Linked DNA regions of Sus scrofa: region 2 is linked to region 1. Evidence: chromatin contacts called from public promoter capture Hi-C data. All regions are on one chromosome and are shown on one strand. Each heading gives the region's core, a stretch centred on a gene start, on an enhancer-like site or on the middle of the called end of the contact. The rest is flanking DNA. Distances are from core to core; before and after follow the strand shown.

What was found. Promoter capture Hi-C pulls out the DNA fragments that hold promoters and counts their contacts.
Region 2: a promoter capture Hi-C map of skeletal muscle shows a contact between it and region 1, with 4 times the contacts expected there. The contact joins the enhancer-like site here to the promoter of TNK2 in region 1. A contact is called at or near these places in 2 of 5 promoter capture datasets (liver and skeletal muscle), 20 of 47 Hi-C or Micro-C datasets (alveolar macrophages, blood, brain and 11 more) and 2 of 2 datasets of contacts at active chromatin or transcription factors (alveolar macrophages and skeletal muscle).

The regions. Positions count from the first base shown.
Region 1 is chr13:134,080,675-134,084,037 of Sscrofa11.1, reverse strand. It overlaps TNK2 (activated CDC42 kinase 1), which reads right to left and starts at 1,772. Exons shown (of 13, transcript XM_021070192.1): 1 at 1,297-1,772. It also overlaps the pseudogene LOC106505774.
Region 2 is chr13:134,118,105-134,121,519 of Sscrofa11.1, reverse strand. TNK2 (activated CDC42 kinase 1) reads right to left here. Exons shown (of 13, transcript XM_021070192.1): 10 at 3,300-3,415; 11 at 1,685-1,776; 12 at 1-317. Among named protein-coding and RNA genes, the nearest start is that of TNK2, 38 kb to the right of the region's middle. Within about 2 kb of position 1,374, at least 23 of the 83 cell types and tissues checked have an H3K27ac peak or open chromatin away from gene starts, as enhancers often do. A contact at or near this core is called in omental adipose tissue, retroperitoneal adipose tissue and skeletal muscle, where this site is marked.

The sequences.
Region 1 (3,363 bases), core at 523-3,022:
CAGAAGAGCCAGACACCGTGGACACAGCAGCTGAACTTCCGGTGCCTGAGTGTTTGGCGTGGCAGGATGACAGGCAGGCGTGGGAAGAAGCTGTCGGTCAAGTTTGCGTATGCATGGGAAGCAGGCTAACCGGCTCCTCCAGCAGAGTCGCCACAGCTGCCTGCCTAGAATGCCACCACCACTGTCTCTGGCCCGAGAGAAAAGGACCAGCTCCACCCAGTCCAGCTGGGACAGGGGTCTGGGTCCATCTGACTCAGAGCCACTCCTTGGGCTGGGGGAGAGATGGGTCTCAGCTAAGGCCCTGAGACAGAGAGCAACTCTGCACCCACTCCTCCCGCAGGGCTAGAGAAGCAAGAACCCAGACAGGGCCAGGTAAGAGGTGAACAGCCCTAGGAAGATGAGGCCCACAAGTGGCCGACCAAGCCCATATGGGGCAGGAGCGAACAGGCTTGGCATCCAGGCCATGAGGGTCAAGAGGAAGCCAAATTTAGCCCCCACTCCTGTAAGCCCCACCTCTAAGCTGGGCTGGGAGCTGGCCCTGGCTGGTAAGGAACCCATAATGCCACAGCTGTCCATGTGGCCACCTCTACGGGGGTGGGCTGGGTCTGAGCCACAGAGGATGCCCAGAGTTGAGCACTGCAGATACCCTTTCCTCTCCCACACTTTCAGGTTGTGGTCCTCACCACCAGCAGCTCTTCGCCCTTTGGCCCACTATTCATCCTTGGCTCTGGGCCCTCAGTATTAATCAAATGTGACAAGAGGTGTGGCGGGAGCAGGTCAGGCTCGTGCCCAAGTCACTGGCTGCCACACTCATATCTCAGCTCACGTGGCCGACAGGGTTACAAGATAAGGTCCTCATAATGCAATGCTGCCCCTTCCCTTTTTTGGAACGTGTTTTGAGGACCTGAGGCAGCCTGTGCTGATTGCACCACCCCAGCTATGGCATGGAGGCACCCCTACCTCCACTGGTAGACTGGTGAAGGGGTGACTACCTCCTCTACAGCCTCAGCCTGGGGCTACTCCTCTCTTCCTCTGCCCAGGCCTGGCAGCCACCCAGACAGTCTCGCCACCAGTCTAGACTCTAAGGAAATGTCCCATCACTCCAGTTGGCATATACAGTACTGGGGGGAGGGGTCCTGCCTTGCTGTTGAAAACTGCACTGCTTCCTTCCTTGCCAGGTTTAAACACCGAGAAATAAAAAAAGGCAGTTTGGAGACCACGTTCTCCTGAGATAACTGCAGCCCCCTCCTTCCAAACACAATAATTCCAGCTGAGAAGAGAACTGGGCTTCCTTACCTGCTGCCTTCCACTGGCTCTCTTCAGACACAGCTTCTATGATGACCCGGCTGAGGCAGAAAAGGACCCAGCAGGACACTGCCTGCTATCCGACAGTGGCTTCCAAAGCTCCGAGGTTCTGCTGCCCACTCCCCAAACCCCTACATTCTTCGCTCACTTCGGCCCTGCCCGACCCTGGTGCTGAGCAGCCAGCCTCTGGGTTACCACCTCTCCTCCTCCTGCGCCTCCGGATTCTGTGTCCCTCAGGGGGCTCTTCTCCCTCCTGAGACCCCTTTCCGTCCAAGTATGTTTCCTGGACAGCCCGCACCACCTGCCCCTCCTGCACCCCAGGCAGCCAATTTGCTTCCTGCACCCCGAGGCGTCCCTCTCCCTCAGGCCCCCGGGGCCCCACTGGCCGGGCCCTCCCCACCACCTCCAGTCTCCTGCGTCGTGCCGGGGCTGCTCCGAGGACCACTGCCTCCCGTCTGAGATGCCCGCAGCTCTCCCAGTTCTGCTCCCCCAGCTCTCCGGAACTTTCAAGCTCCTCTCTGCGCTCCCAGGAGCGGTCCCCGAACTCGGACAGCTGCTCGGGCTGCTGCAGCAGCCTGCGTGGGCTCCCCTCCCCCCGTTCCTGCACCCCGGTGCGGGCCTCCCCCCGCTCCTGCACTGCGGGGCTGCCTCCCCCCTTCTCCTGGTGTTGCTTGCGGGGCCCCAGCCCCTCCTCCTGCACCACAGGCCAGCTCGCGGAGCCCGTCCACCGCGGAGGGTTCCTCCAGTCCGCGCCGTCCGGCGGCCCCCACACCACCCCAGGCTGGGCTCGTGGCCCCGGCCGCCCCGCTCCTGCACCCCCGGGCCCACCCCGCCCTCCTCCTGCACGACCGGACCCACGCCCCCCTGCTCCTCCACGCCGAGCTTCAGCCCGCGAAGCTGCTGCGGGCCCCAGCTAAGAACCCCGACCCGCTGCGGCTGTTGCTCCGGCAGCGCCGGGCTAAGCCCGCCGCGCTCCTCCTGCGCGCCCCGCCTGGGACCCCCCGCTGGCACTGCCCAGCGCACTCGCCTGCCCCCCAGAGGCCGCGCGGTCCCGCCCCTCCAGATGGTGCTGCCCTCCGCGCCCGCTTACAACGGCCCCCACCCGCCTCCTTCCGCCCCGTCCCCCGGGGAGGGGGCTGCGGGGCCGCGTTCTCTCCCGCTCAGCTCCCACGTCCCGGTCCCGGCCCCCAGCCCTAGCTTTTGGGCGTCAACGTCCGCCCGCCGGGCGCAGCGCCCTGCGCCGGCCCCCGCAGGTGCTGCGGCCCCGCGCGCCGGCCCGAGAGCCAGGAGCGCCCGCCCTCCTGCCGGAGTTCCTGGAGCCCGCCTGCGCCTGCGCCGCCCCAGGGGGGCGGAGCCCCGAAGGGTTGGCCCTCCCCCTTAAGGGGCCCTGTCCAGTTTACGCCTCCCTCTCCCCGGTCCCTAGTCCGCTCCCGCTCCCGCTTCATCCCTCCAGAGGTCCTGCTTGAACCTTCCTGTGGAGCAGAGGGAGAAGAGGTGAAGGGAGGAGTTCGCATTGAGAGATGTAGTCAACCAGGCCTATCGGAGGAGCACTGAAATAGGAGTCTCGAATTCTAAGTAGTTCAGCTACTGCTGAGTTGCCATTTGACAGTATAAAAAATTACTTCCCTCTGGCATCAGTTGCCTTGTTTTCCAAAATGAGAAGGCTGGATTGAAGAGTTTCCAGGGTCCCAATCCAGTGAGTGTTTTACTGCAGAGAACTCTAGTCCTAATCTCTCAGCAGCAGCCCAGAGGCTTATGAACCTGGGCTGGCCCTACTCTTTCCCTGGGGCCCAGGGAGAGGCCTATAACAGGCTTAGGCCTGGGGCACTTCCTGTTGGGTATACAGGTAGAAAGAGTCCCAGGCAAAGGGGGACTTCCTCCCTCCTCACTGTGTCCTCTTGGGCCTATGCCCTGAAAGGAGGAGAAAATTCAGAGCTCCTCTCTGGGAGAGTGAGAGTGCAGCCTGCAGGCTCAGATCCTAGCACAGCTGGAGGTGGTGAAGCTTCGAACCCAAAGGCTTAGGGCAACTTGGCCCTGTTATTATTTGTACCTTATCTA
Region 2 (3,415 bases), core at 125-2,624, 38 kb before region 1:
CACAGGCGTGGGATGCAGGGGCCGGGGCAGTGCCCGCGTGGGGCTCTGCGGCGGGGTCTTATCCAGCAAGGAACAGGCGTCCATGGCCAGCTGCGCCAGTGAGGGTGCACAGGGGCGAGGGGCCGGGGCTACAGGCTCCTCGCTGAAGTCAATGAGCGTGATCTCACCGCTGCCACGGCCTGCCTTGGTACCCGGCACCCGGGCTGAGGGCTTCGCTAGCCACAGCCCACGGGGCAGCCCTGGCTTCCGCAGGCTCAGCCTCTTCAAGTCACTTGACAGGGGGTCTTGGTCTTCACTCACAGGGTCGTAGGTTGGTTCTGCGATGGAAGGGAGGCCCCAACAGGGAGGCAGGGTTAGGTGGGGGGATAGGAAAAGGTGGGGTGTGGGGAAGGCATCCAGGTATCCCCCACCAGCTCCCCACTCCCAGTTCCCCTGGAGGTCAGCCCTCAGCTGCCAGTGTTCTCTATGCTCACAGACCCTTCTCAAACAGGAGGGCAGAACCTACTCTGGATACTGGCAGCCCTCTAGGGGGTCTGGTGAGCTCCTGCCTCCATCTCCGCTAGAGCAGGGAACACCGCACACCTGCCAGCCTCTGACACCCCCTGTCAGCACAAGACCCCAAACACCCCTGCTCCTGAGCCCTAGTTAGTAATCCCTACCCGATTACGGCACACCGTTAGTGCAGGCAGGGGACCGTGGGCAGTCTCCCACCATCAAGAGCAACGGGAGCTATATCCTTAAGAGAGGACGGAGCTCCTGATCAACTGGCACGAGAGCCCACACAGCCTCTGCAGGTCCCACAGGAAGTGAGGCAGGGCCAGGCAACAGTGGACAGAGGCGAAGTGGGCGCCAGGATCATACACTTGTTCCAGAAGCCCAGACGTTTGGGGGTGGGGGGAGAGGCAGGCATGCCGGGCCAGGTCAGCAGCAAAAGCTCACAGCACACACCCGCTTCCCCTCCCAGCCAGCCGGCTGGCCAGGGCTCTGTACCTTCCAGGAGGAGAGGAATGAGAAGTGAGAGGGGGCGGGACGGGGGCCAAGGCACCGAGAGCAGCCCCACTTACTCTGAGTGAAGATGGCAGGCTGAGGAGGGCGAGGTGGAGGCTCCCCTGTAAGAAAGGCCATGCGGAGAGTAGAGGGGGAGAGCAGGAGAGACAGGACAAGGGAAGGGAGACAGCCAGACGAGAGGGCAGAGTGTGGAGAGAGAGGGAGAGAGAGAGAGAGATGTGAATAGGGGCGAGTGCAGTACAAACTCGGCAGCAATGGGAAGCAGTGGGGCGGCAGGATGGGAAAACTGTGTTCCGGAGCGACAGGCCTGGGATCCGGGAGATGGATGAGGCTCTGGGCCAAGATGGAGCCCGTGGGGTGGTTTTGGCTCAGGAGAGGCGAGCAGAATTAGGGGGAGTGAGGAGAGCCAGGATCTGAGCAGGGCGGGGAGGGGAGGGAGGAGGGAAGCCGAGCGGGCAGGCCAGCGCAGGAGTGCCCAGGGTGCCCACTTCGGCGGATACAGCTGCCTCTCCTTGTCCGCCCCACCCCCAGCCTGAGCAAGGGACACAGCTGTCCCCCTGCTGCCCCGACCCAACCGTCCCAGAGCAGGAACAGTCGGCTCAGGGTTGCCTGAGGAGACAGCACCCCTTCCTAGCAGCTGATGGACTAGGGGACCCAGGGGTGTGGAGACCCTTACTTTTCACCCTGCCCAGGTGCTGGGGGGGTCTGGAGGCGCTTAGTTCCACGCTCAGCAGGTCGGGAGGGTCCATGGGGTTTCCCAGATAGAGTCTGTGAGGAGAGAACTGAGTCAGAGGTGGGGAAGAGTGTGGTGTTGGCAGTGACACCCTGGAGAAGGTGCTGGGCCTGTTCCTGTAGGGTCAGGCAGAAGACAGAACCATTTCATCCAAGCCCTTTGCAAGCATGGTTCTGCGGCACAGGACTTCCCCCTCCCAGGAGCTCCCTTCTGTAGATCTAGCTGTGACTGGGAGGGGTACCATGTGGAGGGAGAGGGGGCAGAGAAAGAACGAACTGATCGCAGGTTGAAAAGCCTGGGACTGTAGGGGCTCCAAGAATACCCTACAAGGGCAGAGCTGGCCCTCTACAACTCCCACGGCACCCCAACCCACGCCTGGCAGCCACCACCTGCTGGCACACTCTCTTGTCTCCCACCAGGCCTGTGGCATCTGGGCCACACTGCCCCAGTCAGGATCGTAGGAGGCATCCTTCTGTCCCACTGCCAGGAGGGGAGTAGGGGCTGGGCCACTGCCTCACTCCCAATTCACCTGCAACCCTTGTGCTGACTGTTAGGATCTATAGGACTTAGTCACTGGGGCTGATTGAAGCTGGGAGGAATGGGGCTGGGCTGGCCACCGCACGCCAGGAGAGGGCAGAGGGCACCGGCCTCCTGGAAGGGCGTCTGTGCTCGCTGCCCTCACCTGGCTCTTAGGAGGCAGCCATGGGCACCCTCCCAGGGCTTAGTGCTCTGGTGTGCGGGGGCAGGGATGCAGGGCCTGCTGCACCAAGTCCCTCAGGGCAGAAGTGTGTCAGAAGTTAGAGGAGAAAACGCTGCTGCCGAGAGCCCTGTGGGGCTGGCAGAAGCTTGGAGGCCCTGAGGGAGGAGCTCTGGGTGGCTCCCTGGGGCGGGACACCCAGGAAGTGACTAATTCTCCTGTGTGCTATCCCTAGATACCCCAAAGATGTCATCCTTTCACTTAAAGGAGACTGAACCCCCCCACCCCATGTCCAGACTGAGCAGACAGGCAGGGTGCAGAGCTGCTGCCTAAATCCCCTCTGAAGTTTCCCCACAGGGAGCTTTTTCTGGGCCTTGTGCCCCTGGGCCTGAGCCAGCAGCTCTGGGACTCTGGTACTACCAGCCGGAAAAGGGAAGCTGCCTAAATGCTGGGAGTCATGAGAAACTTTCCTACCTAACTACTTCCAAAGCCTGTTTCCTAGTCCATTTTCCTAAGACCAGTGTGCTAGGGGGCCTTTCCACCCAAAGAAAGAGTGGGCCCATCCTTTGAAGCTCCAACCCCAGTTCTGCCTACAAGGAAAAGCTGCTGGATGAGAGACCCTTGGCCCAGAGTTAGGACAAGGACCTTGGAAGCCTGTTTCCTAGTCCATTTTCCTAAGACCAGTGTGCTAGGGGGCCTTTCCACCAAAAGAAAGAGTGGGCCCACCCTTTGAAGCTCCAACCCCAGTTCTGCCTACAAGGAAAAGCTGCTGGATGAGAGACCCTTGGCCCAGAGTTAGGACAAGGACCTTGGAGGCCTGGAGAGCCTGCGTGCCTGAGGAGGAGCCCTGCTGGTACTCACTCATCAATCTTGTCGGGAAAGCCCCAGCAGTGGCGGGGGTCGCTGTCGCCATGCCCTGTGTGGATGAAGCTATTCTGCAAGGGCTGGCTGATGTCCTGGGCTGAAAGGCCAGCCAC